Linked DNA regions of Mus musculus: region 2 is linked to region 1. Evidence: chromatin contacts called from public Hi-C data. All regions are on one chromosome and are shown on one strand. Each heading gives the region's core, a stretch centred on a gene start, on an enhancer-like site or on the middle of the called end of the contact. The rest is flanking DNA. Distances are from core to core; before and after follow the strand shown.

Region 1 (7,749 bases), core at 3,894-6,393:
TTATGCAGAAAAAAATAGAAGATATTTCTGAGATGCCTATATCAGTTCTTCTCATTTACCATTGCAATTGTTTTTTGCTCTGAAACCACATTAATATGAATTACACATGGTAGCATATAATTTTAATCCCAGCACATGGGAGGAAGAGGCAGGTGGATCCTGTGAGTTTGAGGCCAGCCAGCCTGGTTTACATAGAAAGTTCTATGTCAGCCATGGCTACACAGTGAGACCCTATGTCAGTAAACAAACAAACAAACAAACAGGGAAGAGTTCAGTGTAATGTATAGCTCAGATAAACCACATGCAATATTACAGTAGAAAGAAAAAGGTACTTCATGTTCAGAATCTAATTTATAAAGCAGTGAGGGAAATTTTTGAAAAAGGCTTCCTGGTATAAATGATCTTCTGGATAGATGAGCAAATGTAAGAACAAATGGCAAGTGTGAAAACCACTGATAAAATGAAGAATGTTAATAAACAACATTTCATAGAGGATATATGAGTCAGAGGTAGAAATAAGCTGATACCCAATGAAGCATGAAAATCAATGTTTAGTTGACGGTTGAAAGATGCCGTGTAGTATCTTTGCTTACTTACAGGCCTATACAGAGAGATGTATGAACAATGTCCTAGGTACTGTACTTGACTGTTTTTTTTTTAAATTGGAGTTTATTATATCACAGGCAAAAGAAAATAGACTTCTACCTCAACACTCCAGCACAGAAATCTGAGCCGTACTATGAAGTTGAAAGCAAGTCCCAGGATATCTTCTGAGAAAAAGAAGAAGGAGGAGGAGGAGGAGGAGGAGGAGGAGGAGGAGGAGGAGGAGGAGGAGGAGGAGGAGGAGGAGGAGGAGGGTAGGGGGAGGAGGAGGAGGAGGAAGAGGAGGAGGAGTGGGGGAGGGGAGGAAGAGGAGGAGGAGGAGTGGGGGAGGAGGAGTAGGGGATGAGAAGGAAGAGGAGGAGGAAGGTGAAGAAGCAGAAGAAGAAGGAGAAGGAGGGTTCAAGGAACATTGTGGTGAATTTACAAACTCAATTGCACTTGCACTTCACTTTTTCTTCAATAGAGATTTATGTAAAATCCTATTCAGATTCATAGAGTCTGGCTCTTTGTGGAAGGGCAGGTCATAACACATGGAAAAGTCATTCTAATAACTTTGGTTTGAGGTAATTTTTGAAAACTCTTACACAGTTAACATTGTGTCACCAGCTACCTCAAACAGGGACTTTTAACTTGAAGAAATTTCCCTATATATCCAATGTTCATTTCCCTTTTAAAGTTTTTGTTCTTTATTTTAATTTGTGTGTTTTGTTTATCAGGGAGTTGTTGCATGTGGATGAGTACACTTGTGTACGTGGAGTGTATGCACATATGTGGGTTTGAAGGCCTGAAGTCAACCTTGGGTGTCATTCCTCAGTAGCTTTCTATCTTACTTTTTGAGATAGAGACCCAGGGCTGCCAGATACAGATAGACTGGCAGACATGAGTTTTAGGGACCTTCTTGCATCTGTCTAGTACTAGGTTTACAAGTGCACACTGCTTTGTGTGGTCTTTTACATGGTTACTGGGGATCAAACTCTTGTCCTTATACCTGTGCAAACGCATTTTTAACAATCAAGCTCTGTTTGGATTTCTTTTATTTCTTAACCAAGGCTCACTGTGATTCTTTCCTGGCATGTCTAAAATTACAGTGTTTTACTATATTATATTACGGGTTATATTTCATTATTCTTATGACATATCCTCTCTGATTTTTCTTTTTAATTTACAGTGGTAGTAGGGATTGAACTCAAGGCCTTGCATTTGCCAGGCATATGCCTTTTTTCTTACCTATAGCCCCAGCTCACAACAGGTCCTTTCAATCCCTAGAAATTTGTTGCAAAATGGAGAGGCTGCTATGCTGTGTAAGACGGTCCTTGCTCCTCTCTCTAAGATGCTGTGTATCCTTGGTGGATACATCCTTGCCAGAAGTGAAATTTAGAAAAATAAAAAAGAGAAACCTAGGAAACTTGAAAAGTCCTGGAACTCAAAAAAATGAAATGACTAGATAATGCCAGTTTATCAGAATAAATCTGTCTAGCTTGAGGACAAAGAGCTCAGTATTGATTGTCTTTTCTTTGAATGATGCTAGTCTGTTCTAAACGTACCTGTGGGTTAGTATAAAATGGTGGCCTAGATGTATACTTTATAGAAGGAAAGTTGTGAAGAAATGAGTTGTTATATTAAATGAAGTGCTGACTTGTGGTGAGAGATGAAGGGCTAGACTATTTGTCTACTTTTCTCTATTCTTACCTTCTTTTTTATTCTATAATTCTAATGCATTTATTGATTGCTCAAGACAAACAGAATCTTTCAGTGTCAACCTTTTAGGAATGTAACAAAATTCTTTCTCATAGCATCCTATGGTGACATAAGTATAAGTGTTTTTTTCTAATTCACACTTTCACACTTATTTAAGGCTTCCAATTCTTAATTGTAGTTCTTCACATCTGCATATGTATTATTGTATGATCTTTGATTCTATATAGAAGGCTGGGGGTTGAAGAGCATGTCTAGTTTAGAGATATGAGTGGCTTTTTCTCTCTTAGCTCTTTTTAATTCTCCAACCAACAGCAAACCTGCAGGAGGAAGTAGACGCACCTGCTATCAGACAGTACAGTTTATTAGACTAGACTCAGGGCAATAGTTCTATCCAAGGACCACATTAGTGCACATTACTCACCGGAGAAATAATTTGCAAAGGCAATTTTCTAGAATCCCAACGAATTTCAGCATCAAGAGGAAATACTTTATAGTCAAGTCTTTAGCTATAGTGTTTTTCTGATTTCAAGTTGCCATCACTATTGTAGAGTCTACCCAGAAACTTCTACAACTGGCAATGTTGAATGTAAACCAAAGCCATATGTTTGTATACTTTTGCCACATATCTTCAGCAAATAGTTCTATTTTCCCCACAGATAACAAGTGTATGCCACAGACTTCCATCAGATGCTGTACCATGGCCTCAAAGTCACACTTTTGTGACATGGGGTGAGGGTGGATGCACTACCAACTTTATGTTTTGGAGTTTTTGTGTATTTTCAAAATATGCCTCTTTTAAATATTACTTAAGGTAACAAACATATAAAAGGCCATTGACAGTTTCCCTTTTTCATATTTTGAGATTTACCTGTGGCAAAATAGGAAATTTTAGAAAATATTTTCTTCATAAGACATACACTTTTTCAAGTAGACTTTGTCTCATGGACAATCAAATTTCTCACTTTCCAGTGTTTGTTGGAATGAGCCCTGTAAGTCATCTGGGATACTTATAAGATTGTATTTTTAAAGCATCTTTAACCTAACTAGTTTTTAATACAAATGAACACACATTAGATTTTTAAATCTTTGTAATCATGAACCATTCTGTGAGGGCAGATACCAGTAACTACATACAGAACAGTTGCAGCCCTAGAGCATGTCAGTTGCTTAGCACTTTAAAACAGTAAGTTGAGTGTTGTACTGAAAAAGATGACCATTCTAAACTCAGCAGCAACAATGAAGTTCAAAGCAAATGCATGGAGGTGACCAGAAAAGCCTTGGTAAAAATTCTTTTATTAAATGAGTTTTCTTTCAATCTATTCTAATTTTTTTTTTATAAAACTGAGATCACACCACTCTTTCTGAAGTTAACCTGAATGTGCCAACTGTGACCCCTCAGAGGGACTCAATATTTTTGTTCAATTTAGTAGGAAATTTTGAAATAGTGAGAGAAAAAGTAAAAGAAAGAAAGCATATTAGGCTGGACCAGAAAATTGCTTATTTAAAGGAACCTTAGTGAATGACAGAGGACATGTTGGCATCTTGTACCTATAATTTGGTTGGCCAAATTACAAGAAGAATAACATTGTTATATTACAAATTGTATTATTAATAATAATTTCATGATTCATTTTCTGTAGTATTAGGGATTGAAGCCAGAACCTTATGCATGGTAGGCAAGCACTTTACCATTGAGCTATATCCCTAGTCCTATTATGCCTATTATTACTCTTAGCCATCAAAAAGAAATGAGCCCTAATGAAGAAGCTGCAAGCAACAGACTGCTCCCTTGTTACCTGAGCTGTTCTGAAATGGCCAGCAGAAGTTGTTATTAATCCCACGTCTAGCGTTTTAATTCACTTTTCAAGGAAACAACCTGTTTTCCGTTTATTTTACCATCAAGTAACTACACAAGGCTGCATCTCCCCTATTTGGTTCTAGGGTGGGAGAAAAAAAAAAGACATTGAAAGCCAGGGTAGTGCACTTAGAATCCTAGAGAGGGCCCTGCTGTACCAATGCCACATGCACACATGCCCATGGTTAAATGTTTATAGTTGGCAGTTCTGACATTTTAAGTCACAAGCTTCCAACCTTCTTTGCAGGAGACTTTTGTTGCTGGCCTTTTACCTAGTGCAGTGTCCTGAAGCAGCAGCCTCTCACCCACACACGCCTGCTCCTTGCAAGCTTTGACCAGACACAAAACAGATGCTTTTTCAACTCATGTCAGCAACTGTGGCTGTGCAGAAGACGCAGGAAGCAAACTCTCACACACTGCCCAAGTAGAAGAATGGAAAAGTAGTACCACAGCTAGGGAGTTCTGATTTTGTGTTTGATCATAACTTAAAAAAAATGTTTTTGGCCTATTCTGCTGTGCTCTTGATAGAGAGAGTTCTGGAGCTTTCCACCTGCTTAGTTCCCTTTGTTTGCCACACACCAACCTAAAACAAAAGATCCTGGAAGCAGTCATACTGGTGAACAAAGCTCTTTCTAAATCCTGAAAGTAATGGCTTTCTGTCTAATGCCCTATCGTGTTATGTATTTATTAGCAATACATTTTCCATTTATTTTCTCAAAGATTGCCAATAAAGAACGGAATCGCATAAGGGAGTAGCTGTAAAGCCTCTGAGTTCCCTAATGTCAAACTCATTAGCATCCGAATAAGCACACAGCAGCACGTCATCTGCACAATCGCATTTTTTTACTACTTTTAATAGCGTTTCTCAAAGGGCTCATTTTCAACTTTCTTCAGTGGTTAGTTGGGTCTCCTGGGAGAAGGAGCTTCCTGACGCTCATAGTTTCTACTCTGCAGCCTCACCGCCGTTTGCTGTCAGATGCGTCAGCCCTCTGCCCTAACCCCATCTGCTGTGGCTTCCCTCCCTGGAGACTAGAACGGAGGCAGCACAGCTGAGATCTGCTTGAGAAGTGTTCAGAGGGTGCTGAGAAAAGATAAGTTTAGGAATAGGATTTGGCACACAAAGACCCAGGGTATGGAAGCAGAGGGAAACAGAAATGTGAAGCAGGGCTTCTCCAGGTCTGTCTGTCAGGTCTGAGTCCATCACTCAAGTTCCTCCCAGCTCCTCTGTGGAAGCCGACCACAGTCGGACAGGAACCTGGGTTCCTCTTTTCATACATATTCATGACACCTTTAAACCCCCACTTTTATTAAATGTCAATCCCTGAGTTTTAGAAATTATTATTTGTCACTCTTTAGCTGTTCTGTATGTTCCTTTAGAAAAAAACAAAACAGCTTTTCCCCAACTTAAATGCATAGTAGCGTATGGGGAAGGCACATTGTTAAGACATTACTCTCAGGTCTGGAGGCTTTCACCAAGGACCAAGGGCTTCCAGCAGTACTTCTTCGACTTGTTAGCATTCACTCACTTTCATGGAAGTCCCCACTTTTCTGAGAGAGTAACCTTAAAAGATGAAATTACATGGCAACCATGGTATGGCAGATTAGCAGCCCACACAGTGTCTTTCTAATTAATGACTTAGAAGTTCAAATATCTTAGCTACCTGAAGTCATCAGCAAATCCTCCATTTGCTGACTTCCCTTTTTTCAAACAATTAGAGGATGCCAGGCCTTAATAACTGCTTCATAGATAACTACCTGCTTCTGCAAACCTGTTACAATATGCTAAATATGTTACATTATTTAAAAGAAAAGAAATGTACATTTGAGATGGTATTTTGTTCTTATAGATGATTGGACCAAGAGTTATGATCTGTAAATCAACTCTGTCCCCCAAATAGAAAATCATAGGCCTACTTACAGTTTATTAAATATCCCAAACTAAATGAAAGGTAGAAAGTTTGACAAAGGGGCAAGTGATTTTCTCAAGTAATGTGTGTACGATGTACAACTTCCAGTTTAATGTGAACTCAATGCCATTTGCCAATGTGTTATAACTGGCATGACCTCACATTAAGTCACCAACACAATCGATATGTTCTAACATGAGCTCACTACCACCATCAGTGAGGTATAGCATAAAAAAACATCACTGACAATGTATTCTAATTACTATGACCTCACCACCATCGTCAGTGTGGTACAACTAACAACTAACATGAGCTCAGCATCACTGCCAATGTTCTTGTGGTGTTTGCCTGTTAGTGAAAGCAGCCTGCTCTGTCTACTCAGGAAACGCAAGCCCAACAGGCCTCCCAGAAGCCTGGAAAGTTCAAGTATAGTCTCCAAAGATTCCAAAGTCTGGAAAGATTTATTACCTTAACAAGTGCACATAAAATACCAGCATATTTTCTTTGACATCATTGTTTGTGAGGTCCTGCTTTAACAGCTTCTATCAGTTGTACTGTCCAATCCACACTCCACAAATTATTACTATTCTTTGGAATGGAAATACAAGTTCTTTGCAGTTCTAAATATCAAGATATATTTATATTAATCAATAATGATTTAAGTTACAGCTAATATTTGTATAATGATATAGTATTATATCATATACATATAAATACTTGTATTATTAATATCACAGAGTAGCATACTTGTATATAACCAATAATATACATATATAATGCTTATAGCTACACAAGGTGACTCTTCAGTTTCCACTTGTCATTTCACTTCTCATAACTCTTGTTAACATTTGTATTTATCTCTCTATTTTTTCAGTTCTAGTCAATAAGCCTTAGGACAGTTTTTTTTCCCCATTATATCACACAGTTCTCAATTTAGGAGATGATGCATCCAATTTTTGCGAGCCTATTGCCACGTAATAGTTATATTGTGGAAAACAGTCTCTTCTGCTGAACTCTCCAGGTTGGTATTGGATAACACACTCTGTTTTGGGGAAAAATGAATGTAATATGAGTTTAACTGAAGATTTTTAGGCAAATAAAAGCACTTCTTGCTGTCCATAAGTTTTCCTTTACAAGCAGTTCCCAGTCAGATGTCTGATTAGAGCAGGAGTAGGAAACGGAGCATCTTTGAGCCTGGCACAGTCCACATGGAAAAGCCATGAGACAGTGAGATCACTCAGTTTTAGAGAGGATGTTTCCAAGTTTACGTTACTGGATATTCAATTAGATTTTATATTGTTTTATAGATTTTATATTACTTACCCAAGTTCATCTACTTTTAATACTTTATACTTCTCTGACTTATCACTAAAAACCAAATATAATCCAAACTTCAATACAGTTGGTCATTTTAAAAGAATAAAGTAGTATTTATAAATTAATGTACTAAGTACCATTGAGGGATTTAGTTGAATTTTAGTGGTCCAGCTTTTGAATCTCTATCCTATGGAACATTTCAAGAAATCTTCAGTACAAGGAGTTTGACAGCCACTTTGATTTGCTTGCTTAGAGACTGAAGCCATGTAGAGGATGGAAATAACTGTGGCTGCCACTGTTCACAGACCAAGTGTTATACTTATACTAGTGGGTATTCTAGTATTCATCTATGTCCTTCCCGGCCCTTTA
Region 2 (7,749 bases), core at 3,548-6,047, 98 kb before region 1:
CTTAGCCTCTGACTAAATAGAAGGATTACTATCAGATTAACAGAAACCTAAACTTGGCATCTCTCAGAAATCTTGTCAAGCCATTTACTGTTTGTCAGGAAAGCTATTTCTTCCCTTATCCACCTGCAACAGTCAACTGCCTTCAGCAAGGTGCACCTAGCTCTTGATTAGCTCCAACAATCTACCTCAGTTCAAAGTTTCCATGCTATCCTACAGGTTGTTATGGCCTGCATCTCATCTTCTCCTGCTCTGTCAGGCTGTTCGGGCTCATGCGCTTTTCCTCTTGTCCCCTATAAAACTGGCAAAGCTCTTCCTGCTGCCACCCCCCCCCCACCCCCCCACCCCCCGCCCCAGCAGTCTAAATCCCCAAATAAACTGTTTTTCCCCTCATGGAGTGTTCTAGTCTAGTGGTTTCATATCATTCCTGCTCATATCCTGCAGATGAAACTGTATCTGGCAGGAGCCTAAGAAGATTCTGTTGGTCAAAGTGGTGATGGTCAAACGTGTATAATAGGCTTTCTTATTTCTGGTAGTGTAGACCAATGTGTGTATGGTGAAATCCATGGATTTTAGTAGATTTTTCTTCAAACACAGGGAAGCTGCTTGATTAGCTTTGCAAGCAAATGGGGTTGAATCTAGGGTGCATTTTTGTCCAGTTTTATTGTTTTGGGCACTACTGTTACCTGCGAACCAGCCATCTCACCATTTTCATTGCATATGGTAACATGGCTCCTCAAGCCCAAGGGTTTTCTCAGTATACAAAGCATCTCTGACTGCGAATGACAGTGTGGACAGTTATTAGCAAGTTCAATCTGCTTACTGTATGTCACCTGCTGGATAGCTGAAGGAAACAGAAGGCACTACTTGCAGGCCACAATGAAGTGGGTGGAATGTGTGGAAAGACACATCCAAAACATTAGTAGTGAAATCCTTATGTGCTAGAACAAGGCAATTTCTCAATTCATCTGTCCTGCTCTTTTCATACAGGACTTTGGATCCAGATGAAGCATGCCGGAGTTCTAAATACCTCAAGATTTTATTTTATTTTACTTTTTGATGGAATGGTAATAGACAGAAAATGATGACAGAAAAAGTTCTTATCAATTTCACATCCTATTACAATTGAAATACACTGAATATAGTTGTATTGCTTTACTGCAAGAAATATTTGAATTGCTAAACAAATCAACTCCACCCTCTGATTGTTAAATCTCTTCAAGGAAGGTGGCAGGCATGGAAGATGAGGCTTTAGAAATATGCTGTAGCAACTCCACTATCAAACTACACCTAACCTTGAAATTCAGTCTTTCTTTGCAAAGCAAAGGCTGCTACTGAGAATTTGAACCACGAGGTATGGAGTTTTACACTGAATCTTCAACCCACTTTCCTGAGCTTTCTATCTCCAGTCATCTGGATTCCTTTTGTACTTTCTTTGTTATTCATGGGTATTTTCCCTTCACACTCCATACTTGCGGTTCCTCTGCCTGCCATGTCGTTTACCAGTGTCTCGACCAATCTGGAACTCACACTTTTCCAGGAAATACAAGGTGGATAGCAAACCTTCTTGCTGTTTCTACAGGAGAAATTGTATATTTACATGTCATAATACCTGTCATTTGCCTCATGTCCTCACTGAATTCAAGACCTCAGGAAGTTTGTTCTGATTAGAAATATGTGATGGGAAAGGGCAGATCTTGCTAAGTCCCAGTAGAATTGATACAATTCTATGACAAATTTGTATCATGAACTGTAGATACAACTTTCTCATAGACAGCAAAAACCAAGGTAGGATGTAAAACATACTAAATTAAGTAGACACTAAGATACTGGCTGAGCAGCTCGCATCGCTTTCCCAGAACACATATGAGCATTTCGTGTAAGCTTAGTGACTGAAAGTACGTGGTGCTCCCTGAAAGCAAACCTAATTTAAGCCCAGCTCCCGCTTTGATCCAGACTTCTCTTTAGTTAATTTGAGTAAATTTTACATTGCCTATGAGGAACAATCATATTTAAGAGATGTGTAAGTCTGGCTAGAAACTCAAAAGTAGAGAATACTGATGACTTAGGAAAACAAAAGCAGGTAGCCTAGAATTATCACATTTTTTGAACCTACCTTGCATAAATGTAAGCTATATTCAGGACCTCCAGCAGTTTGGTATCAGGAAAGGACTCCTTGTGTGCTATTCATTAGATCTGGGCAAAATTCTTTCTAGTTCTAGCAAAGGCAAAGGCAAACCCCATTTTGGAGATATGTTCTACACCAAGGTGTTAACCAATCAAGATGTTAACCAACCAAGAATCCTCTCAACCAAGGGTAAAAGTGTTCAGAAGGAATTGTTCTGTGTTAGAGGTTTTCTACCATATCAGGAGCTGTGGGTCATGGGGTTGGTGACATCTGTCTTGATAAAGTAAATATCATGGCCAAATTCATTATCAATTTTTATTTCCTACCATACACCAAATGCACAGCACTGAACACAATTTTGTTGCAATGATGTAAGAAATATTAATCATTTGGAGAAACAGTATACAAACAAACTACTTCAAATAAAAACGCATACATCACTGCCTTTGTTTTTGTTTACAAAATACCCAATTTACAGTATCAATCATTAACATAGTTGAAAAGAAAATAATTCAGTGCATGTTATAAAACACAAGTACGAGGAGGCAAATAAATACAGATACACTTCATAAAACTATATGAACACAAATAAATTAACTGAAGCCATGTAAATTATAGTAATAAATACATAGGATTGCAGGAGATCTCTTTAAATAAAATATATAACAAACTTGTTAAAATATTTAGCAAAGTAAACTTCTGTCTTTGTAATAAGTGAGCCCATTTGTGTGCTTCTTTGAAGTATTGTGTAGCAAAATGTTCAAAGACATACTTTAATAGGAAACTTTGTGTCCCATTTATAGTAGACACTACTCGCAGTAGCTGCTTATTTTAAAATTGAGCTTTAAATAAACACCTTTCCTACCTAAGAACAGACATCTCATTTTCACTAAACTAAGATTCAAGAGTTCAAATGAACCCCAAGCCAAAGATAAGCGCCACGTGATGCATAACAATATCCACGGTTCCACGAGAGTGGAGTGACTATACCACTTCTCATGTATCAGAGCATGTAACAGTAGTAACAGTGAATTCAAGCCTGTGAATGCCATCACACTAAATCTAAATATTCATGAGGCTAATAAAAAATAAACACTTTTATTATAGCACAGAAAATTAAGCCCACACTAAAGTTCATGTGTACTTTTACATAGAGGCACATCTGCACATGAAATGTGTGTGCACACCAAAAAGGCAGTTTAGCTGGTTGTCTATACCTTTTCCTTAAAAAAAATAAATATAAAAAAACTTTTGAAACAATGCTTAACTACTTTACAGTCCCTGAAATAGACATTGCCTTTACTACAGCAACTTCTAAACTCTGATCCAGTTGAGATTGCAGGTTGAATTTCACGTGTGGATGAGTGTGAGTGCATATATGTGTGTAGACTGTGCTGTTGTGTGTGTGTGTGTGTGTGTGCATGTGTCTGTATGTGTGTGTATGTGCATGTGTGTACATGTATGTGTGTGTGTGTAACATCCTTTGTGTCACTTGAAGTTCAAGAGTTTTATCAAATTGAAACTGCCTTATTTATTAGGGAAGCAAAGACCAATGCTGCCAATATTCAAGGTAACCACTTAGCTTGGAATAGCATTTTTTTTTTCAGGCCTTCTGTTTTGCATTCTATTCCAGTCAACCCAGTAAGATAAATGCTATTTCAGGGGATACGGTATCTACACAATTTCCATTTGGATGTGTCTGTAGTTGTAAGTACAAATCTACACCAACATTGTCACTTGTATATTGTACTAACGTGTAGCAGGAAAAGCCAAGCTGGTCCCATCAAAGCTTATTTCTCATTTTGGGAAAGGGTTGCCAACTAGCCAATATGACTTGAAAAACAAGAAGACAAATCTGATTCACTTAAAATGTATGCTTTAAGCAGTCTAAATAAATAATTCATATTAATTAAATCTCTGCAGCCATGTGGAATACTATGCTGACTATTTTATTTAATTATTGCTATCAAGTTCTGAGTGCGCTGTTTGCTAACATCCTGTGCTTTTGTGAGTGTGGATTTCCCACTAGTGGGCGCCATTTATCTTCATAATCCTTCACAGCTCACATTACCAAAAGCCATTTATAAAAACAAAACCAGTAAAGGAGAAATGGAAGTGCACAGTAGAAACCAAGCTTGACCACAGTGTAGTCCTGACATCAGGATTTCCTTCATACATTTCTTTTGTTTTGTTTTTCTCATTTAAATCCAGAAAGATATGTGATTTGAGAACAGCATTTCTATTTAAATCCTATTAGAAGATAAATTAATAAACACACCTGTAAAAATATAGTAGACTTCAAAATGCAGTTAAAAGATAAAAAACTCTTTGATTAGTAATAAATAAAATATAAAATGTCACATTTATTTTTACATATACTTTACAAAATAAAGAGTGCAATGAAGAAAGAAAAGAAAAAGATATGAAAATAAACGAGTTTAATAATTGACTGCATTGCTTTTAATCCAAAGAGTTTATCATAGTTTTTCTTTCCTTTTTATGTCAGCTGGGGAAAAATTAGTGCAATGTTGCAATTATAAACACAGGGACAGCCTCTGGGCTCCAGGGGTATTAGGCCCCTGCAGATTTGTGGGAGTTCATGGCCGTAGTGACCTCTGTTTCCTGCATACTGTCGTTCTACACATGGATGCCCTTCACCGCCTGCTTGATGCTTTCCAGTAGAGCTTTGCATTCTGGGGAATAGTCCTGTTCCAGATTGCTGTACATGTCTGTGAGAGTATTTACATATGCTTCAAAATTCTGCTCATTGATAGGCCCCTGATGGAGACACAAGGAAACCAATCACAGAGGTTCAGCTGCCCCAAGGAAGATCAGGAGATAGTGACAAATGTTGCCAACTTATATAAGTAGGAAAAGAAGGGTTTATAGGACTGTGGCAGTTTGGGATAGGACAGAAAATGTGTGTGTGTGTGTGTGTGTGTGTGTGTGTGTGTGTGTGTACTATCTGTATACTCTTAACTCATGGCATTAATGGAATGCAATTGAATAGTATTGGGGATCAATCTGGAACCACATAATAAATGCTGAGCTAGAGGTGTCCAAACTATATGTCTTTTCTTGGGAAGAGTCTGGGTCTCATTTGCACTTTTCAGTATAAAACCAGCTGTCTGTGGAAAGTATGCTAGGAGGATGAAGCTTTTGCCAAGTGGTTCTTTAACAGTCCTATGTTGGAATGGCAGGGATTGTACTGAGCTGAGGAAATTAACAGCATCACCAATATAGCTCCCAGCAATGCATCTCCAACTCCAAAGACTGATTTACATTTGTGAAAATGTAGAATAAACTTTTTGTGAATTCTAAATAGTTGCATACTTATGAATAAGGGGTAAGGGATAAGAGATAAGGGATAGGAATAGGAATACGGATGCCTTGGTCACACACATGCATTCTATGTTCCATGAAAAGAAGTTGAATATTACAATGAGATTATTGGGAGTGTTATAGTTCATGAGTTGAGTAGATGATGCTGAGGGATGTATAGAATCAACTGTTTGAAAACATATTTACAGTGAGTGAGCTCTGGCATCCAGCTTTCAAATAACTTTATAAGATAGCTTTAAGTAAACCTTCATCCTTAAAGAGTCCTGGCCTTTTGGAATGCCACTGGCCTTGAATTATCTGAATATGCATATCTACCGTGTTCTTAGATTGCGAAAGCATTAAGCATGAAAATGAATCAGGGGTAGGTGACTGTCAATAGTTCAGCCACAGGGTAATGGAACAAAGACATTGAGGTAGATGATGGGGTAGCAGAGCCTTGCTCTTGGTCTTACCATCTGTGGAAGTTGGATGTCAGCAAGGCTGGAGATGAGAGCCTGGCTAAGCCCTGCCAGCTCCTTCAGCAGACTCTCATTGCTCTGTTCTATAAGCTTGTTCTCCTCCTCTATGGTCTTCAAGTTGCTCTCCATAGATGTTATCTACAGCAGAGGTAATGACATAAGAAGCAGAGTTAGAGGCCTTTAAAAGGTCTCTGGGGGAAACCTGAAGCTAGATGTAAGTGCCAAGGGATGCCTCCATCCCAAACTGCAGCCCTGCCCTTGCATTCTAAGTGTTAGATACCTCCAGATTTATACTTTTAACAAGACTTTCCATGAATTGCAGGTCTCGCTTCTCTACATGGCTATATGGTGGCTATCTTATTGTCAATATGCCCCAGGGTAAATCGGCTATTTTCCCAATTCTTGCTCAGTAGCATGTCTCTTCTTTGCAGTGAATGACAACTTGAAATGTTGCCCATATTCAGGGTTTTTGCCCTTGTACTTCAAGTTCACTGAGAATTGCTTGCAAAATGTGCAGGATGAGGCCACTATCCACTTATGTTGTGGCCATGTGGACCCAGCCATTTGGTGTGATGCTATCACTTCTCACAGGTGACACTGTGTCAGCTTTGCTCTGTATAGTCTCTCCTTGGTCCTCATCAATTCACTACCAAATTTAGTTTTTTCCAGGTCATGGTAGAATGTACATCAAGGATAAATGAATTACTCTAAAGCCCAAACAATTCAGAGGCTCCTAATTCCATCAAAGTAAATGCTGAGGCCATCAATACCAAGTAAGTTTTTCTATGTAAACAGCCCGGTCTCATCTCTGGTACCCTTCTGTAATTTGCCCCATCTAGATATCTACCTCTAGACATATTCTTCTATTGCTTAAATCTCTACAATTTTCATGATTAGGAACCTATTCTGTCCAAAACGGTCTTCCCCATAAGAGCTGACCAGCTCCTTCATGTCTAAATCATTACTGACACATTTCTTTTTTTCTTGGGGCTTGATCATCCTGTTTAATATTAAATACCTCCTTCTTATGGCAGCAGATTACACACACACACACACACACACACACACACACATTACTGGTTGGCTTCCCCACTGAGATTAAGATCCACGAAGAAGAGGCTATGTGTTCTTTAGAAAAGGTTTCAAGAGCCTCATGCTTTCCAAATGGAAGTATCAAGTTCTTCCTTTGGATTTCTGTGGTATTCAGAAGACTGGATGAAGAAACTGATTCAGAGAAGTGGACCTGCTTAGGTGAGGACTGCAGAGGACAGTAGAAGCAGCTTATCCTTTAGGAGGGAAGGAAGGAGAGCAAAAGGGAGAAGCAGCATGAAGGATCCTCTCCCCTCTGCTTGGTCTCGTTTTTCCACTTCTAACTTCTTGCAATGCACTTATTTTTGCTGTTTGAGATGCTGCAAGACCCAGAGTCTTGCAGTGGACAGGCAAACAATTTACCACCAAGCTACTTCCTCAATGACAGAATTTGTGTTAGCATCTTAAAAATTCTGGATTGAGTGAACTTTTCTTTCCTGGTGGACTAGGTTTAAACATTCCTTGGAATTTTTGTATAAAATATTTGTATAAGATCTGCTTTTAGCATAAACATCATATAAAGAATTTAATGCTGTATTTGCATTTTAAATAAAACCAAGGACTCTTTGCCTTTTGACAAGTTCTCTATAAAGTTCCACACGCTCTACCGGAGTCTACATGGCCATCTGCTCTATTCGCTCATCAAGGGGGCTTCTATGCCAGCTAGGGATAGGAGGAGGAGTAACTCCTGCTGCTGCTGCTGAGTCAATAGCCACAGGCATGAGCCACTCATTC

What was found. A called contact is a pair of places that touch in the nucleus more often than the background predicts.
Region 2: a contact with region 1 is called in a Hi-C map of the C10 cell line, with 6 times the contacts expected there. The contact joins two enhancer-like sites. A contact is called at or near these places in 1 of 39 promoter capture datasets (the C10 cell line), 3 of 484 Hi-C or Micro-C datasets (the 63-12 cell line, the C10 cell line and large pre-B cells) and 1 of 115 datasets of contacts at active chromatin or transcription factors (large pre-B cells).

Annotation. Positions count from the first base shown.
Region 1 is chr1:6,758,180-6,765,928 of GRCm38.p6, reverse strand. All of the region lies in intron 2 of St18 (suppression of tumorigenicity 18), which reads right to left. Among named protein-coding and RNA genes, the nearest start is that of St18, 32 kb to the right of the region's middle. Within about 2 kb of position 5,143, at least 51 of the 459 cell types and tissues checked have an H3K27ac peak or open chromatin away from gene starts, as enhancers often do.
Region 2 is chr1:6,855,614-6,863,362 of GRCm38.p6, reverse strand. It overlaps St18 (suppression of tumorigenicity 18), which reads right to left. Exons shown (of 22, transcript NM_173868.2): 21 at 5,920-6,063; 22 at 2,423-4,903. The coding sequence ends at 4,763. Among named protein-coding and RNA genes, the nearest start is that of St18, 130 kb to the right of the region's middle. Within about 2 kb of position 4,797, at least 3 of the 459 cell types and tissues checked have an H3K27ac peak or open chromatin away from gene starts, as enhancers often do.